2 separate regions of the Danio rerio genome follow, and region 2 is linked to region 1. Evidence: chromatin contacts called from public HiChIP or PLAC-seq data. All regions are on one chromosome and are shown on one strand. Each heading gives the region's core, a stretch centred on a gene start, on an enhancer-like site or on the middle of the called end of the contact. The rest is flanking DNA. Distances are from core to core; before and after follow the strand shown.

Evidence for each region. HiChIP or PLAC-seq counts read pairs in DNA pulled down with a chosen protein or histone mark.
Region 2: a contact with region 1 is called in an H3K4me3 HiChIP or PLAC-seq map of embryo, with 4 times the contacts expected there. The contact joins the promoter of irx1b here to the promoter of nsun2 in region 1.

Annotation. Positions count from the first base shown.
Region 1 is chr19:30,275,119-30,278,745 of GRCz12tu, forward strand. It overlaps nsun2 (NOP2/Sun RNA methyltransferase 2), which reads left to right and starts at 1,951. Exons shown (of 19, transcript NM_199711.1): 1 at 1,951-2,114; 2 at 2,549-2,706. The coding sequence starts at 2,651. It overlaps srd5a1 (steroid-5-alpha-reductase, alpha polypeptide 1 (3-oxo-5 alpha-steroid delta 4-dehydrogenase alpha 1)), which reads right to left and starts at 1,118. Exons shown (of 6, transcript NM_001076653.1): 1 at 716-1,118; 2 at 185-351. The coding sequence starts at 1,026.
Region 2 is chr19:30,547,277-30,550,903 of GRCz12tu, forward strand. irx1b (iroquois homeobox 1b) reads right to left here and starts at 1,960. Exons shown (of 4, transcript NM_131823.1): 1 at 1,589-1,960; 2 at 1-869. The coding sequence starts at 1,834. All of the region lies in intron 2 of LOC141379111 (a long non-coding RNA gene), which reads left to right.

The DNA of each region.
Region 1 (3,627 bases), core at 701-3,200:
TGTTTTTCATGCTGCTAAGAGGACCATCTGCCATTTACACAATGCAAAGTGTAAAGCATGTAGTACAACGAACATACAGGATATCACATTGCTGCATGTCTTTAAAATGCTATTTCTTTTCTATGAGTGTAGTCTTTTGAGTACATCTGCTTTAGACTGTGAATAAATACATACTTGCACTTACCTATGATGAAGCAGGGGTGTGTAACCCAATCAGCTGGGTAATCAGCATAGTGACTCAGGTATCTACCTTGGAGGTACCCATTATAGATGCAGAAGACAAAGGCTAGTACTAGGGAGATGAACGGTGTTGATTTCCCTCCTCTAATTAAAAACGGGTAGATGAGAGACCTAAAACAGAAATACATGCTTCAGTTGTTTTATATACAAATTATAGTGCATAAAATTGCCCCTTGCAAGACAATAAGGAAACATTTGTCAACATGTTGAGCGAGGTAAACAATGGCAATGGTCTTGACTTAATTCCTGTTTTACAATTTAAAATTTCCATAGCTTCTAAGAGTCCAAAAGGTTTCACATATTGATAAATTATGTTATGGTAGCTGTTATAACATCAAGTTATGAATGAAATGCCTCTTGTTACAAATATGAAATAGTTTGACAACAAGCAGGAAATGTTCACTGGCCAATGAAATCACCACATTGAAATTGTGTATATGTTGGAACCAATGGTTGGAACAAATAAAAAACCTACCTTTGCATATAATGGCAAACGAACATGAGCAGGAGGAGTTGGTTGGGCAGGTGGATTATTTTTGAACTTGAACTCCATAAAGCTAAACTCGAAGGCAACAAAAAAGAAGGCAGCTCTTGAACGAACCAAGCCAACTTGACATTTACAGGGAATCCAAACCTGCTGGATGCATACCTGCCATAGGGCACATGCTCAAAGAGTAAAGCAACAAAAGTTATCAGAGCCATGGCCATCATCAGATACGATAAGCAATCCAAAACGTACAATTCTTCCTCCTCAGAAGAAAATAACGTATTCAGAAGAGCGTCCATAGTTGCTAATCAAAACCGATTAAGAATAAGACGGCAACTTACACGTAGTTCACAGTAGATGCACGAAACAGTCTGACACCATGGAGAAATCTGAAACCCCGCCCATCAGTACCACCACATGTTTTCCGCCAATCAGGAGACGTAACGGGCGGGGCATATACAAGAAAATATTCTTCCCCCTTACGTTCCCTTTTTTATATTGGACGAAAAAATTATTTGACAATTTTGTGTGTGTGTGTGTGTGTGTGTGTGGAGGACGAAACCTGCAAAAACAACAAATAACTACCCAAATATTTAAGTTAATTAGTAAATAAATTAACCTAAATATTTGGGTAAATATGCAAATAAATAAATAAATGTAAATAAAATACATACATAAACATATAAATAAAGATCGTGCGGGCAGGTAAACGATTACATGCTAATGAAAGGAGTTTCTGTCGATCATTGATGGCATAAAAACCGCCTTTTGATGATTATTGTTTTTGCAGGTTAATCATATCTTATAACTTTACAGAAATTCGATTTGCAATTTATTATATTTATAGCAACATTTAAATACAAACCTTAATTAACTCGATTACTTTAAGATAAACGCATTTGTTTATATTTTAAGTAGAACATTTACAAATGCATTAATAACGTTACATTTAAATGTTTGTTGTTTTTAAAATCAATTCATTTAAAAATAATTAGGAAAAAAAGTTGAATGAACGTTGTAAAATATTTTTTTAAAATCGCCAATATACTTATTACTCCCGAAGATTAAATACATTTTATAGTCTGATAGTTTATAATGAAAATATTACCATTTAGAGAGAAAGCGCGCCTCGTGCATAGAAGTCAGGCAATATTGCAGACACCATGGAAGGGGTCTTTCAGTCGAGTGTGCGCTTGTTTAGATCGCGTCACGAACACGTGAGTACAACAGGAGCTGAGAAGTGCAGCTATCCAGGCATTGCAAGATTAAACAGCGCAGATTTATATCCAGAGTTATATGCGTCGCTAACATGGGCAGGAGAAATAAAAACAGACCACAGCAGTACAGAGATGGAAGACCAGAAGGGAAAAGGAGCAGAGATGATGCTGTGAGTTTGCTAGCTGCTCTAGCTGCTTACTTTTCTACGCACTGCCAACACTGCACCTTAATTTCTAAGACTAACATGAAAACTACACTCAGAAATATGATTTTGTTTGTTCTTGTTCTTCGTTAACTACTTATTTAAAATAAGTGGAAACAACACATTTTTTGAGATTCTTTTTGTGACAATTTAATTGTTTTATGTTCAATCTACTTACTTAAATTTGTGAAAACTAATAAGTTAACTTAATTCCTTCATGTTATCCCAACACAAATCAATTGTGTGGAACCCAGCATTTGTTTATGGTGTATGAAGAATACACACAGCATATAATCACTTTAGAAAGACTGTCAGAAAAAAATAAATCAATGGGATCTCTTGATAAATTTTAAATCCAATACCTGTATTAAATAGTGTGCTCACATGGGCTCTTTTGGTAGGCTTGGGGTGCTGGATATGCTGATATTGTCAAGGAAAACAAACTCTTTGAGCACTACTATCAAGAGCTAAAGATTGTTCCTGATGGAGAGTTTGAGGAGTTCATGGAGGCCATGAGGGAGCCACTGCCAGCTACAATACGGATAACAGGATACAAGAGGTGACATGATATTTTCTGCAGATCCAAAGGGATTATTCACTCAAAATTGTCTTCTTCCATCCGTATAATTCCTAAAACATTTCTGAAGAGTATTTTGATAACCTGCCGCTTCAGGGTTTCCACTGAACTTCTGAAATATTAGGCAATTTTAGATTGAGGTAAAGTTGGTTCTGTATTTGCACATTAAGACTTTTTTTTTTTTTTTTAATAATGTAATTTCAGAAAAGTATTTGCGAATCTCTTATAGGAAAATCGAAAAGTGAATAAATGAGCGTTTCCAGCGTTATAGCTGTGTTACACATCTGTAACACATTTTGCAGTAAAAACACAGCACAGATATTCCCAGAGAAAGTATATGTTTAACATTATATTAAAACATCTGTTCATATTTTCTCAAACTACTAACCACAGAGTTATGGGATCAGAACAATATTAATTTGTAAACTTGTTTTGTACTTAAATAAGGAAAATATATGGGCAATTCCATGCAAATGTCAACCTTGTCATAAAAAATAATGCAGTTTTCACCAAAATAGAGAAACCATTTCTACATTTTTTGTGTTAGTGAGTTTTTTGCAGTACTTTAAAAATACTTGTAAATGTATCTGTCAGTATTTCAAACTATTATATTTAATTTGCCAAAATCACACAAGTGGCAATTTCACAGCTGTCACATCCATAACGGAGAAGTGTCACATCCATAATGACACTTTTTCTTCATAAATGCAAAAATGTCAAATAAAATAAAATCAATCATTTTAATTCTATAGTGAGCCGACTCATACCTGTTTGATGAGCATTGTGTCTTTTGGGTTGTGCAGTTTAACTGTCAGAATTTCTAAATAATCTGTTGTCGACTGTAAATTCGCAAACTTTTTTTGTCACATCCATAACGCATGTTTATTTTCCTAATTTAAAATA
Region 2 (3,627 bases), core at 710-3,209, 270 kb after region 1:
TTTGGAAAGTTACTGTTTTGACTCAAAAGTGAGCGCACACCCATCAGAGAATTAGCACTGAGGAAAGCGGCGCTCGCCCAATTGTGTAGTTTCCCAATCTGGCAAGTATAAATTCCGTTTGTGGAGAGAAAAGCAGGATGGGTTGAAGGTGAGGCCCTGAGGCCTGCAGGCGTCGACGGGATACTGAGTTTTTGCGTATTATCAGGACTTGTTGCCGTCTCCGCCAAAGACCAGATTTTGGGTTTGCTGTTTCCAGGCCTTTGACACACTGCTCCACCAGGAGACACCTCACCAACGCTTTTGACCACATTCTGTTCTCTATTACCACTCGACATAGGACTGTCCGTGTTTTTAAGTGCTGGGGAAGATAATATCCGCGGTGTTTCAATGTTTTCAATCGCGTGCGGGTTATTCGCTGCTTCCTTGTTCTGGTCCACTCTGGGCTCCTCCGCCTTGTCCATATCGATGGTCTCCAGATCGATTTCTTCCTCGTCGTCATTTTTGTCCGCATCATCCTCGTTGTCGCTGTCGAAAATTCGCCCGTCTCTGTCCTCGGCACTGCGACCCCAGGTCACTTTATTCTCCTTTTTGAGTCTCCGGCGCGCGTTGGCGAACCAGGTGGACACCTGCGTAAGGGTCATCTTCGTGATGATGGCCAGCATGATCTTCTCACCTTTGGTGGGATACGGGTTCTTTTTGTGTTCCTGCAACCATGCTTTCAGTGTGCTGGTGGTTTCTCTGGTAGCGCTCTTGGCCCGGGCCGGATCACCGTACTGATACTGGCCGTATGGATAAAAACCGGGCGCAGCGTGCACTGCAAATCCTGGAGGATGAGCCCCGGGGTTATCCTTCAGCTCATACTGCGACCCCTGGGGATTAGAAAAATTAATTATCAGTAGGTTTGTAGACATGCACAGGAAAGAGTAATACGAATGTCGTTCCTTCTATTTTGGTATTATTTTGAAAAGTGTTAAAGTAGTATTTCAACACGAGAAATGAACTGTTGCTGCAAACTTCTAGCAGTGATTTACTTTTAAAACAAACACTGGAAACCTAAATAAAATTACTTATGCAGAACTATAATTTGGAAATATAAAGTTTAATAATTATTATTCGATAATTACAGTGCCAAAATAGAGATTATTTCAAATGTTAGAGAATTAAAAAAATCGCTAATTAATCTTAAAAATAAATGCAGTCATTGTCTCTTGTTCTTCTTTTATGTATGCAGAACTGTTTTAGTCTGTGAAAGTAGAACAACTACAAATTACAATTTGTTGTTTTTAATTAAAAACATTAGTTTTTAAATCCGTTCAATTCCGATTATTTTAAAGATTGCGTTTATATTTTTAACCTCTCGAAACACTGCCATATAAAACATTTAATATACATCTGATAAACATTTAAAACTAATAGTTTAATGCAAAATGTAATGTTTAAAGTTTAATTCATCTTATTATATATATATATATATATATATATATATATATATATATATATATATATATATATATATATATATATATATATTAGACAGATATTTACCACTGTAAAATACTTTATAACATGTATATATAAACTGTCTTACCATCTGAGAGAGCAGGGCCAGCTCGGCACTGTTGTAAGGTAAGAAGGCGCTATAATTTTGCACGGTCCACGGATTCGCATACATGCCGAGCATCGGCGTGATAGCAGCCGCTGCAGTCGCGGGATTTGCGCTGTTGTCCGAGCTTCCCTCGCGTGGAGAGGACGGCATTACACCCGTGCGCTCCGCTCCGTACACCTCTTGGGAGGCGTTTAGGAACTGTGGGTAACCCAGTTGGGGGAACGACATGTCCAACTCCCGAGGAACTCTGTCGGAGATTTACAAGAGAGAAGGGCAATCCACTTTCAATCACAGCAATAACTCTCGCTTGGTGCAGAAGCGCGGTCTCTTCAGGAGGAACGTCTAGTGATGCGTCTACCCTCTGGACCTCTCACAATTTGAAGTTGACGGCTTGATTGGCATGATACTTAAGCGCGAGGCCCCTCCTATCCGGGGCCACGCGATAAGTAGGCTGCAGTGTGTGTTATTGTGTGTTTTTGTGGCAGTGTAAACGAAGTGCTTAGTTACATATACGCCTTGTTCGCGTAAAAATGTGGAATGTGACAACAAATATATAAATATTTAACATAAAATAAATAGTTTTGCATTATAAAATGTTAAGAGCAGTGTTGCTGGGCATGACTGCATTTATGCATTTCTGAACTTTCTTCATATTAATTTAAGGTAAATAATTTAATTAATAAAGCTTATAGCTAATATTAACGAGACACAATTAATGCAAAAATGCTAGTGGAGTTGTCTGGTTAACTATTCTTACTTTTGTAAACACACGAATTAATAGGCTAAATGAATAAAATACAGTGTACTATATTTAAAAAAAATTAAAGAATTAAAAGAAAAAAATCTTAATTTTACAAAAATAAAACGATAAAATACAGTTAAAAACTTCTTAGCAGTGTTTTTAAGACAAGTTTGTTCTGTTACAAAATATTTAAAGTATTTTAAATTTCATGATTTTATGAATTAAGTGACATTTGACGCTAACAAACAGACTGATAAACTTGTTACTATAGTGCAATTATGTAATTTAGTTACACATATCAATATGAAATGTTTGCATCATCTAAGCGGTCTGTGCATTTAACTGATATATAATAAATGCTTCAAGTTTTCCTTATCTTGATATAATTATTATCTATGAACATTTTAAATAAAGTGTTATGTAAATAGGATAGAAAACGGCATTTTTGTACAGTGTTTATTAACTCCATCTACGATTAAATGCACTGACATTTATTGATTGCGCAATGCCATAACCTATCTATCTCCAGTCAATATTTCATGTTTTATTTAACGCGCATGCGGCTCAGGAGTTTGTATGTATAAGCGGCTTCAACGTCTGGTAGTGTGGAGTCGTGAAGAAGGCAATAATGGAGTGTAATAGTGATTTGATGGAGCGGAGAGAATCATCATCATCGCTCCCCTCCCTCTCACAGCGCGCGCGCACACACACAAGCGTTCACACGGCGTGCCAGAGAGGGTCTCAGTAATGTCCAACAGGGAAACAAACGATCCCGTTTATGGTAATTTGCACATTAGCATCACACAGGTTGTCCCGTGATAAGGTGACAGGTTAATGAAATGCTCCATTCAGAGGAGCCATTTGATCCCTCTGAGAGGTTGTGATAAGGAGCCAACCAGAGAAGCCTGCAATTAAAACCACAGCCTATCTCTCCATCCCAGTATATTTTCTCTCTCCTCCTCTCATCCACGGCTGGTAATGAGGGCTAACACCCCTGTCTGCGCTAATCCTCCCCCTGGGTGCACCTTGCTATCAGATGTTAGCTTTGTAATTATTTATCCAAAAAGTCATAATTTCATGCTTGAGTAGCAAATGAGTTTGGCGAGCTGGTTAGGCAATTCTCTTCGTGTCCTGCGAAGCGGAGAGCGGGATTTAATGATTTAATTACAGCAGTTAGTCCTCCATTTGGCGCTAAGGAGTTTCACGTTTTAAAATGGCTATGGAGTCACCTGCCGTTGACGATTTCGGATGTTATAATCCACGTTTCCATTAATATTAA